2 separate regions of the Mus musculus genome follow, and region 1 is linked to region 2. The links are chromatin contacts, called in public Micro-C maps. All regions are on one chromosome and are shown on one strand. The core of a region is the stretch at or near the end of the contact, and the rest is flanking DNA. Distances in the headings are between cores, read along the strand shown. Region 1 overlaps Syt1 (synaptotagmin I). Region 2 has its middle 44 kb from the start of Pawr.

Region 1 (5,399 bases), core at 571-3,070, 240 kb before region 2:
CACTTTATAAAGTCTTTGCCAATTCGGTAGACCAAAGTCCGAATCTCATTTCCCGTATGTCTTTGATCACGGTTGGTGTCAAGCATCCCCCCCACCTTTGCATTTAACCGCTTTTGTTGTTATAAAAAGATGTAATAAGAGAGAAAGAGTGTACAGAGGCTCAAACTTGGAAATATTAGCTCAAGCCTGAAAGAGACACATCTCTGGTTCTCTAGATAAGCTGCGAATGTGAACACATGAATGGCAGCATAAAAGAGAGGCATCCCTTGCCTTCAGGAGGCAGCCAAGAAGTGTGCCACTTGGCCACTGCATAAAGAACCACTCTACCTTTTACTCCATTGTCTATGAAGCCACCACAATCTTGGCATATGCTGCTGAGCTTGAAGGACACTGGTTTGTGCATGATTTATAGAGGTTCTCCCACCGCAGTTAGCTCCCTGGAGACGACTGTCAAATTCTCATTTCATCAGAAGAGCAGGTAAAAAATATTCCAATAGGCCTGACTTTAATTCACTTAATGAGTAAACCAGCAGCTCTGTCAGCTCAACTGCCTTTCACGCCTAATAGGATATTTCCCCTCCGATGTATAAGAGCTGAAAACAACTCTGTGCCTTTAACTATCTGGGGATGTGTCATGTTTCACTACATTTGAAACCAAGGTGACGTACATGAAGTAGCCAGATCACAACATGCCAGTCAAGTATCGTCTCCCAACGCTTGCTAGGTAAAGAATTTCAAGTACCTCGGCTCACGCGCTCTGTAAATGAGACTCATCTATTTCCCTGCTTCTAAATAAAATATTCTGCAGGCGCTATTTCTTTGCAGCTTCTTTGATTCATTTCTTGAACCCAAGAGCTAAGTAGTAAATCGAGATGTAATCGAGATAGATAGTTTGAGTACTTTAAGATAAGTCCCAGTTAGACAATAAGGGCAAAAATGTAGGTAATGGCAGAAAAAAAGAAAAAAAAAAAAAAAAAACCTGGCACACATACAAAACTAGGAAAAGCAAAAGAAACATCATCTCGTACTTGAAAATACAAAAGTTAAAATATTGACGCACACTGACCTGTTTCTCTGTAAATCAAATAATTCTTTTTCCATATACATAATAAAGCAAATATGCATTTTTTTTTGTTTGTTTCTAACGTAGGCTGGGATGTTTACACTGAGTCATAGTAGGCCCCACTGAAAATTTAGTAGGCAAGAGCACAGAATAATCCCATAGGTTTCTGAGACATCTATGGCATCTGCCCCACCTCCAAATGTCCTGCTGGAATCTACTTTACTTCTCTATGGGAGAAGCTACTTGGAGTCAAACACCATTAAATCAACATGCAAAGGAGGGAGAAACCGAATGTGGCTAATTGCATCTTGAGCCACGGTTGGTACAAATAGTTGTGGTAGGAGAATGGCTGAGCATGCCAGGGACACAAGTAATTTAGAGCAGGAGGAGTACAACTGTGTATGAGGACGAGGCAGCAGATGGAAGGGAGAGAGTGTGTGTGTGTGTGAGTGTGTGTGTGTGTGTGTGTGTGTGTGTGTGTGTGTGTGTGTATGTGTGTGTGTGTGTGTGTGTGTACACGTGTGTGTATGTGAAGGGGGTGTGCACACACGTGTGAACACTGGCAGGGTGAGAATGCACATGGATCCTTATTTGTCTCACTATTTAAAGTTGGGGCTTTGTCTTGAAGCCTGGATCTCCCAGGAGAGTCCTGCTGTTTCTCTGGAATGTCGGGATCTAGCAATTGTCCCTCCTCCTCCTCCTTTAGTGCGGAGGAAGTCCTACACCCATAATCTCCCCTTAGGAGATTAAAACATCATGCCTATCAGCAGATCTCCAGGGTAACAGAGGGAGTGCTGAGATAAGGCCAGGTAGAATGTTAGCTAACCATGAAAGGAATGCAAGACACAAGCGTAGACACAGGGCAGAGCCACAGCAAAGGTAAGCTATCCAGTATGGAAGAATGGAAAGGAGGCAGAGAGCCCTGGGGACTTCACGAATCATAGAGACTTCTGAAAGAAGGTTGTCCCTGCCATCCCAAAGGCATAAACTTCAGAATCCACAAAGTTAAGTACTGTGTCCCCTAGCAAGGACACAGTGGTGGGCCACATAGGCAAACATCTGGCCTCATCAATGACTACAGGGCCATTTTTTTTTCCGGTTCTTATTTAGGGTACCAACAGACTAGGATAATTGCCCCCTCTAAAGGCTTTTCACTTTGTTTCTGTATTTATATACAATCATTCACTTATTTATTTCAAATTCACTTTTACTTTCTAACAATAATATGTGTTCTTAGAAAAGGAGTAACAGGCTTGCCAAGGCTTTCCACATCCATAGCCAGCCCTATTATCAGAGATAATTACTGCTACACTGTCTCATGTATGTCCTTTCAGAAATTATGTATATGTATACATATGTATGTATATATGTTGTACACACACACATATACCCTATGGGAATATTCTGTGCTCTTGCCTACTAAATTTTTAGTGGGGCCTACTAAATTTTTAGTGGGGCCTACTATAATTCACTGTAAACACCTCAGCCTACATTAGAAACAAAAATGCATATACATCTTCCTTATGTGTATGGAAAAGAAATCGAATATATGTTTTATATACATATATATTACATATAGTATGTATAAATATTATCATACTCTTTTACTTGTTTCATGAATCTGTGTTCGAGTGATGTCTCTCTGATGTTGATGTGTGATGGTGCTAACATGGAGATGTTGCAAGGCAAAATTTTATTTTTACGGCAGGGCCAGATTTATATTCTCCCTTGGCAGGAAAATGAAGTGGCCCAAACCAGAAAGAAAAAGAACTTCTTATAGCAAACAAGCTAGTGACTTAAAAAAAGAAATGGAACTTTTCAGTTATTTTTATGATCTTGGGAAAGGTACATCTTATGGGCCTATGGTCAGACATTTAACATACCTTGAAACTATTTATGGTCAGTCAATTCTCAGAACAATGGAAACAATTTACAATGTGTAATTCACAAGACTATTAAGGAAGAACAAATCGAAAAAGAAACCAAGGTGACCTCTAGCTAAGGACATGATCAAAGTTTAACCTTGTTTAACTAAAGAGGAAAATGAAGTCAGCTGTCCCATAACAGCAAGAGGGATGGACTAAGGGCAGTTTGGTTGGAGGAACTTTGAGGTGCTGTTGGAAGGTACTTTTATAAAATAAAGTAACAGGCCGGGTAGTCCCACATGTCTTTGATCCCAGCATTCAGGAGACAGGCAGATCTCTGTGAGTTCAAGTCTAGGGTGAGGCACAGAGAGAGTGCCAGACACGAGAGAGCCACAGAGAAACCCAGACTTGAAAAACACAAACAAAATAACAAGTCAAGTGAAAATAATAAGATAAAACTGTCCACATCGGCGAAAAGAGGATGCTGGGCTGTACAGAAAAGAAGCACTTCCCTAAGTAGAGGCCCCACGTCAGTCCAGTGTTTTCTCACCTGAGCATGTTGGATAACTACACATACTCAGCTTCCTACTAGTCTTTGTGTGAGTTCAAGTTCACAAGAGTGCTTTCAGTCATTCACCAATATATAGATTAAATGTATGGGGCTTGGTCTTCAAAAACACTACTATTTTCAGTCTCTTTATGCACAAGAACTTTTTACAAATGCCCTGTAAATGGACACACCAAATAGAAGAGAATGTGAACTCCCAGTGTTGCCACACCGCTGTACCAAAACACGGTTCCAATTCATAATCACTGAGAAAGCAACTTTTGTCTCAGGATTTCCTGGTAGGAAGCACTGAGTTGCGCTGCCACCGACCCAGCCCTGCTGGCTTGGGTTGTAGAGTCAACCCTCTACCCCTTTGCAGCCAGAATTATAGTCACGTGGATACACTCAGCTTTCTCTGAGCTTCTCTGTTGAGCAGTTTGCACCAGTAGTGCAGCCTGACGGTGGCGTGGCGTGGCGTGGCGTGGCGTGGCGTGGCGTGGCGTGGCGTGGCGTGGCGTGGCGTGGCGTGGCGTGGCGTGGCGTGGCATAGTCCCGTCCACACTGAGCATGCATCATGTTTAGCTTTCTGACCGCCATCAGAACGTTCCATTTCTAAATCTAAGGAAAAGTCAAGTACAGAGGAAGGGAGTGGGAAGGCAGGCTTAGGGTTGTCGGGGAGGGCATCAGAAAGGACCAAGGCAGAGAGACGAATGAGGACACTAAGCAGGGAGCTGTGGGACAAACACGCATTCAGGTCTGAAGGAATAACATCCTGAAGGAAGGACAGAGAGTACTAGAGCCGTGGTTCTCAACTTTCCCAATACTGCGACCCTTTAATACAGTTCCTCACGTTGTGGTGACCCCCAGCCATAAAATTATTTCTGTTGCTATTTCGAAACTGTAACTTTGCTTCTGAGAGAGAGAGAGAGAGAGAGAGAGAGAGTGATGTAAATATCTGGGTATTCTGATGATCTTGGCCAATTGCTATGTGACCCAAAGGGGTCCCAACCCACAGGTCAGGAATAACTGACCTAGGGGTAGAGCTGCTAGCAGGGCTGGGAGGAAAGGCACGAAGTTTACCCTTGGCTGCTTTTGTCTGGTGCTCAAATGCTTCTCAGAAACGCATCTGCGATCTTCACCCACGCTCAGCTACTACGCCTGTGCCTTCCCGTGCATAATTTGCTGTTGATTAAAATCTAAGCATGGAATGGAAGTTACTGGAGTTTATCATTTCCTTACTAAAAGAATGGATAAAATAGAACTAGATAAGCCTATATTTCAAACCACAAACTGGGAAATGCCTTTCTGTTTTTAAAGAAAAGTAGCCCGGGACTCAAATTCTATTACACAGGCTCTTCGATCAGGTACAAGGAATGTGCTTTGGAAATGATGAGAGCTTCAAAGAAATATTTTTTAAAAGTTAGATTATTTGGGGGAGGGGACATAGAGAAAAACAATGTTTGAAATCCTATGCAATTGTAAATTGGAAAAAAATACAAGATTCCTGATATGTAAATGGGTGCTATTTTTGTGCCTGAGTCCCCTATGATACCCAACATACATATACATACACACACACACACACACATACACACGTACTTTTAAAAGTATAATACAAACTTTTAACCCCAGTTCTCAGAAGGCAGAGGCAGGTAGCTTTCTCTGATGATCAAACCAGCCTGGTTTACATAGGAAATTCCAGTATGGCTGGGGCTATATAGTGAGACCCTGTCAGAAAAAAAGAGTCCCTTGGACATTAAAAACAGTGGACTAATGAACCTTTTCATTCAGTTTTCCTCGCTTCTGTAATTTCTAATTAAACCTGTATTTTCCTCCTAATCTCATGTTCTTAGAATTTAATCAAAGCATAGGTGTGTGAGAGTTCGGAGTTTTGTTGGTTGGTTAGCTGCTTTTCTTCTGCTCT
Region 2 (5,320 bases), core at 2,282-4,781:
AAGACAGTCATCCCCACTTCCTAGGTAGTCCAGAGCGGAAGAGACTGACAAGCGCGCACACGGGACGCACTTAGAGGTAAAGGATCTCTGGAGCGTGGGCCACAGTTTGTGATTCTATGAGAAAAACTTTCAGCCTCCTCTATAGTCACATGCCCAGTCTGAGTACATGAAAGTTCCAGTTGCTGCCAAGTCGCCGAGTTAGCCCACGTTTTCCTTCTTCTGCATCTGCAATACCTCGCTGTGGTTTTAGATTATATTTCATTACAATGAGCTTGGGCAGGAGTTATATGAGCCTTTGTAATATTTACCAGCCACTGAATTTTGTTTGGTAAGATGTTCCAGCAAATCTTATTTATTTATTTATTTATTTATTTATTTAATGTATGTAAGTACACTGTGGCTGTCTTCAGACACACCAGCAGAGGGCATCGGATCCCATTACTGATGGTTGTGAGCCACCATGTAGTTGTTGGGAATTGAATTTAGGAACTCTGGAAGAGCAGCCATCTCTCCAGCACCCAGCAAATTCTTAATATGTCATGACTACACTAATCAGTTATAGCTTTGCCAAGATCTCATCCTAATGATCTCAGTGGGTCATTGTTTTTTTTTTTTTTTTTTTCCTCCGTCGAAGAGAAGAGCCAATTCAAACTAAATTAAAGCATAAAGGCAGCTCTTGGGTGGGTTCACTGGTCCGAAGGAACAAGGCCGATAAGGTTGCCATGCAGATAGGGAGAGAGAGAGAGAGAGAGAGAGAGAGAGAGAGAGAGAGAGAGAGAGAGAGAGAGAGAGAGAGAGATTGAGAGAGAAAAGACAGGCAGATGGAGGGAAGTTAGGAAGGAGGGAGGGAGCGAAGGAAGGAAAAGCAAGCATGTGTGTGGGGTGAAGCAGGGTGGGGGGGTGGGGAGGGATAGAGGGAGGACCAAAATATCCAGATCATAGTGAACAGCCTCTGGTTGAGAGAAAGCCCAGCCTCTGGCCTAAACTGGAAAGTTCAGCATAGAGGGCAGAGTATGACCTGTAACTGGTAGGGACCGAGGGATCATGGGAGAACCTGGAGGCCAGGTCTGCGTTAGTCTGTTAAACAGGCCCCTTAACCTCTTGCCTGGGTCTGAATCCCAAAAAAACCTCCACGTTCATGAAGGATCCTCGCCTCGAGCGCTTCTCTTGTATTTTGACTTTAGAGTAACAAAAGCTGTGTGCTATATTTTATTTGAAATACTGAGGTTTTACTTTCCCATTTAACCACATAGTTTGTCAGAATTTATTTCTGCTTGTAAAATAATTCCGATAAGGGTCAGTAATGTTATTATTTCCCTTAGGTAATCCAAAGCCCTCAATCCTTTCTTTTTCCCCCCTCTATCGACTTCTGATGTTATATCCGTGCTTAGGTTCCTGGAAAAGTCTGGGTCCACCTTGGAGTCCTCTATCATTTACATAGTTTTCTAAATGGGGTGAATTCAAAATTTCTTTAAATAATCTTATTTTTAGATGTCTTGGCTGTATGTTTGTATGTGCAGCACATGCATGCAGTGTCTATGGAGACCAGAAGAGGACACTGATCCCCTGGGACTAGAGATGGGGTTGAGTGTCCATGTTGGTGCTGGGAATTGAACCTGTATCCTATGGAAGAGCAGCCAGTATTCTTAACCACTGAGCCATCACTCCTGCCTCAAAATTGCTCTAAGCACTATGATTTTGCAATTGTCAGCGTGAAGTTCTTAGGAGAAGACTTCACAGTATTATTCAAAACTGTTTTGAATAACTAAAGCAGTTAAGAAAAGTCTTGGCACTCTGCTCATGCATATATACTTTTTATCATAGAACTGAAATTCTTTACTTTGAGCTATAATATAGTCCCTGAATCTCATATATATATATATGTGTGTGTGTGTGTGTGTATGTATGTATGTATATATATATATACACATATATATGTATGTATGTATGTATATATGTACATATGTACATATACATGTATATACATATATTTAAAAAACTTTATTATTCTTCTTTATGGGTTCCTCCTCTTTCTGCTACCTAACATTTGAATCTCCTCTTTCCAAGATCTCAATCAGTCTTGGTCTCAAAATCTTTTACACACACACACACACACACACACACACACACAAATCAAACTCCCAATTTAAATCTCCAGTTTGGGACTGGAGAGATGGCTCTGCAGTTAAGAGCAATGACTGCTCTTCCAGAGGTCCAGAATTATTCAATTCCCAGCAACCACATGGTGGCTCACAGCCATCTGTAGTGGGATAAGCTGTCCTTTTCTGGTGTGTCTGAAGACAGTGACAGAGTAGTGTACTCACATATATGAAATAAATAAATAAACAAATAAATAAATAAAATTTAAAAAAATCTCCAGTTTGGGTTTGTATTGAACTCAGCATAAGGGTTTTGGTGTTTAATAAATTCAGCATTAACATGTTCAAAGCTTCCTGATTAAACTTGTTAAGTCTGTCTTAACAAATATGGTGAGCACACTTGAAGGGTTAAATCAGAGTGATTGGGTTTCTTTTCAACTATGCTCATACTAGCCATTCTTTGCCTGTTCCCTTTCCTGACTATAGCCTCCTCCTTTTGGGAGTTCATCGTTTTATTTGGATTTTCTGCTACTACCAAGCACAGAACTTCAATCCACTCTTGCTCAGAGTAGTGTGTTGACCAAGCTGTACACAGTTCCAAGAGATAACAAAACAAAGCCTGCCTCTGCCTCTCAAGTGCTGGGACTACAGGCGTGCGCCACCACACCGGGCTGATTTTTTTTTTTTTTTTTCATTAACTATATGAAGTGAGGAAGACCACCTGCAATGAGAGAATGAGGTCACTGAACAGAGAAGGGGGTGAAAGGCAGAGGTGACAGTCAGCAGATGGGATTTTGACCAAGGACAGAATGAATCTGAGTGTCCCAGCCACCCCTATCCCTGAAGCTTCACCTATAACTAACTTTACCATGTAATCTATATTATTATTTACTCCATAAGGTTGGTTCCTTCTATAGGAACCCACTGGAGTTGAGGGGATTAGCTGCACTGTGAGTTAATGAAGAAGGACCTTGAACTTCTCCAACCACATTCCAGAGACCAAGGTCTAGATCACTATTGTTTTGCAAATGAGGGAACGGATCCACCCTCAGCAGCTGGAGATGCCCTTTGCGCCTTCCGAATCACAGCCATTGACAATTTTTTCCCCTCCCTAATTCTTAGTTCCATTTCTAAGGATATAGATTTGAAACCTAAGGCCAGCAGGTCTTACATTTTAGCTTGCAATATGATCCTCTGGGAGTCTTGTTGAAGACTGTTAAGCTGTCTTTGTCTTTGGACCTGACAATGTGGATTCCTGACAAATTCCTACATAAAGCCGCTACTGTAGGTCTCCGGTGGGCATTTAGAGAACTAGCAGGTTCATATGCTAATAGGACCTATTTAAATATTTTGCATAAATATCTACACTAACCGGCATTGAAGAGAAAGGAAGATTGATCTCTCGGGTAGGGCAGTGACCCAAGGCAGCAGTTCTGAGAATGTCCTTGCTGGAGGCCAGGTACGCAACAATAGAGTTCCTCGTTATCACATCCCTTTGTCTGGAAGGCGTGACCAAAACTGAAAGGCTCCTGGTCCAGATAACAGGAATAATCAATTTACCTTCCTCCCCAATTTCTGCCATAAGACAGAACCCCTTAGCCTAGAGCCCAATCAATGGCGCCCAATCCCTGGAGACCAGCTCCTGCCATACTGGAGGAACATAGTCATCTCTCTCTTAAGGTCCCAGCTATGAATCTATAAATTAAAAACTGCCTTTCTGTTGTCGGTGGATCTCATTCTTTAAATTTTTGAGGAGACAAACCCCTCAAAGCCACTGATCAGAGTCCTTTTCCTGGCAGTTGAGTTTTTCCAGAAACATAACCCCACCCTCAACCATGGGCTAAGCTCAGCAATCCTAGTGAATCCTGTCACAAACCATGGCCGAGAAGAGGAATATTCTAGATGCAGACGAGAATCTACAGTGTGCTGTTCCCCAGTGTGATGCTCTTTACACAATTCAGGAAGCCTGAATCTCACCAGAAAGAAAGGGAGTTATTACAAATAAATCATTTCTCAATGCTTAATTTGCATATGGCCTTGATTTTAGGTTACTACCTCCCACATTGGGGGTCCTAAGATATTTCTTTTAGAGAAAACCTTCTCTCAGAGATACAAGACTGGCTACCGTTTGAGACATCAAATGTATGGGACAGCTGTCCAGCTGCCTATCTGTCCCAAAGGAAAAGACTTTGCATTTGTCTGCAGCAGTTCTTTACACTATCAGGGGCTACAGGATGTGATAGGATTGAATGCATGATGCTTAAACTATTGCCAATGACTGTCAACATTTAATATCTATATTACAGATCTTTTCTGGCGATTAACACTGCGCATCTACACCTTGTAACTGACTTTACTTTGGGACTCTCCATTCCTTTGGAGAAGAGACAAGTGACATCAGCATACAGTACACTTTAAACTAAGATCTCCGGAATAGCAGCATCCCCACCACCCAAGAATTTGATGGAAATACAAAGTCCACATCTGGGTTCCAATTGTCTGGGCAAGTTCGGTAGGAGCTCAAGAGAAAGCGCTTCTGCTAGGAGAAGGGCTAAGCTCTTGGGTGAAGATGGTGACCACACACACACACACACACACACACACACACACACACACACACACACACAGACAGACAGTGCTATCATCTTGGTTGGAACTGTGTCATACACACTTGGAAGCACACTGTTATCATCCAGCTTTTCAGAGCAGGAATAAGACATGATCTGAACATAGCTGATACAAAAATGCCCACAAGCAGCTAAGAAAATGGGTCAGTGGGTAAGAGCACGTATCACGCAAGCAAAACCTGAGTTTGGATCTCCGGTTCCCACGTAAAAAGCTGAACGTGCCTGTAACCCTAGCACTGGGCTAAACAGTGAGTGACAACTGTCTCAAAGCAGTAAGGGGGAGTCACAGAGGAAGACACTCACTTGATGTCCTGGCCCGGCCTCTGTATGTGCACATGCATGCACCGCACATATAAATCCACACAAAAAATAAAGCCCATGTAAAGTAGATTAATAAATCAATGAGAAGAGCTGCAAGACCTGGTAAGCTTCTTTTCTCCCTCTAATAATCAAGTTCTTCAGTCTTTGTAGTAGTGCTGGAGGCGTGCCCAGGGCCTCACACATGCCACTGGACAATGGCCCTAGCTTCTAATTTCTGATTGGCTGTTAGGATCGCTGAATTAAGTACCTACTAAGAGGCTTCCACTAGGTTTT

The links. A called contact is a pair of places that touch in the nucleus more often than the background predicts.
Region 1: a contact with region 2 is called in a Micro-C map of trophoblast stem cells, with 5 times the contacts expected there. The contact joins two enhancer-like sites. A contact is called at or near these places in 1 of 15 datasets of contacts at CTCF or cohesin (embryonic stem cells), 39 of 484 Hi-C or Micro-C datasets (the AML12 cell line, the C2C12 cell line, the HL-1 cell line and 20 more), 16 of 115 datasets of contacts at active chromatin or transcription factors (differentiating embryonic stem cells, embryonic stem cells, epiblast stem cells and 5 more) and 3 of 9 other capture datasets (adipose tissue, embryonic stem cells and embryonic tail).

The regions. Positions count from the first base shown.
Region 1 is chr10:108,527,747-108,533,145 of GRCm38.p6, reverse strand. The region is part of intron 9 of Syt1 (synaptotagmin I); the gene reads left to right. Among named protein-coding and RNA genes, the nearest start is that of Gm36601, 75 kb to the right of the region's middle. Within about 2 kb of position 1,820, at least 48 of the 459 cell types and tissues checked have an H3K27ac peak or open chromatin away from gene starts, as enhancers often do. A contact at or near this core is called in epiblasts, epiblast stem cells, extraembryonic ectoderm and 2 more, where this site is marked.
Region 2 is chr10:108,285,077-108,290,396 of GRCm38.p6, reverse strand. No RefSeq gene overlaps it. Among named protein-coding and RNA genes, the nearest start is that of Pawr, 44 kb to the left of the region's middle. Within about 2 kb of position 3,531, at least 18 of the 459 cell types and tissues checked have an H3K27ac peak or open chromatin away from gene starts, as enhancers often do. A contact at or near this core is called in epiblasts, epiblast stem cells, extraembryonic ectoderm and 2 more, where this site is marked.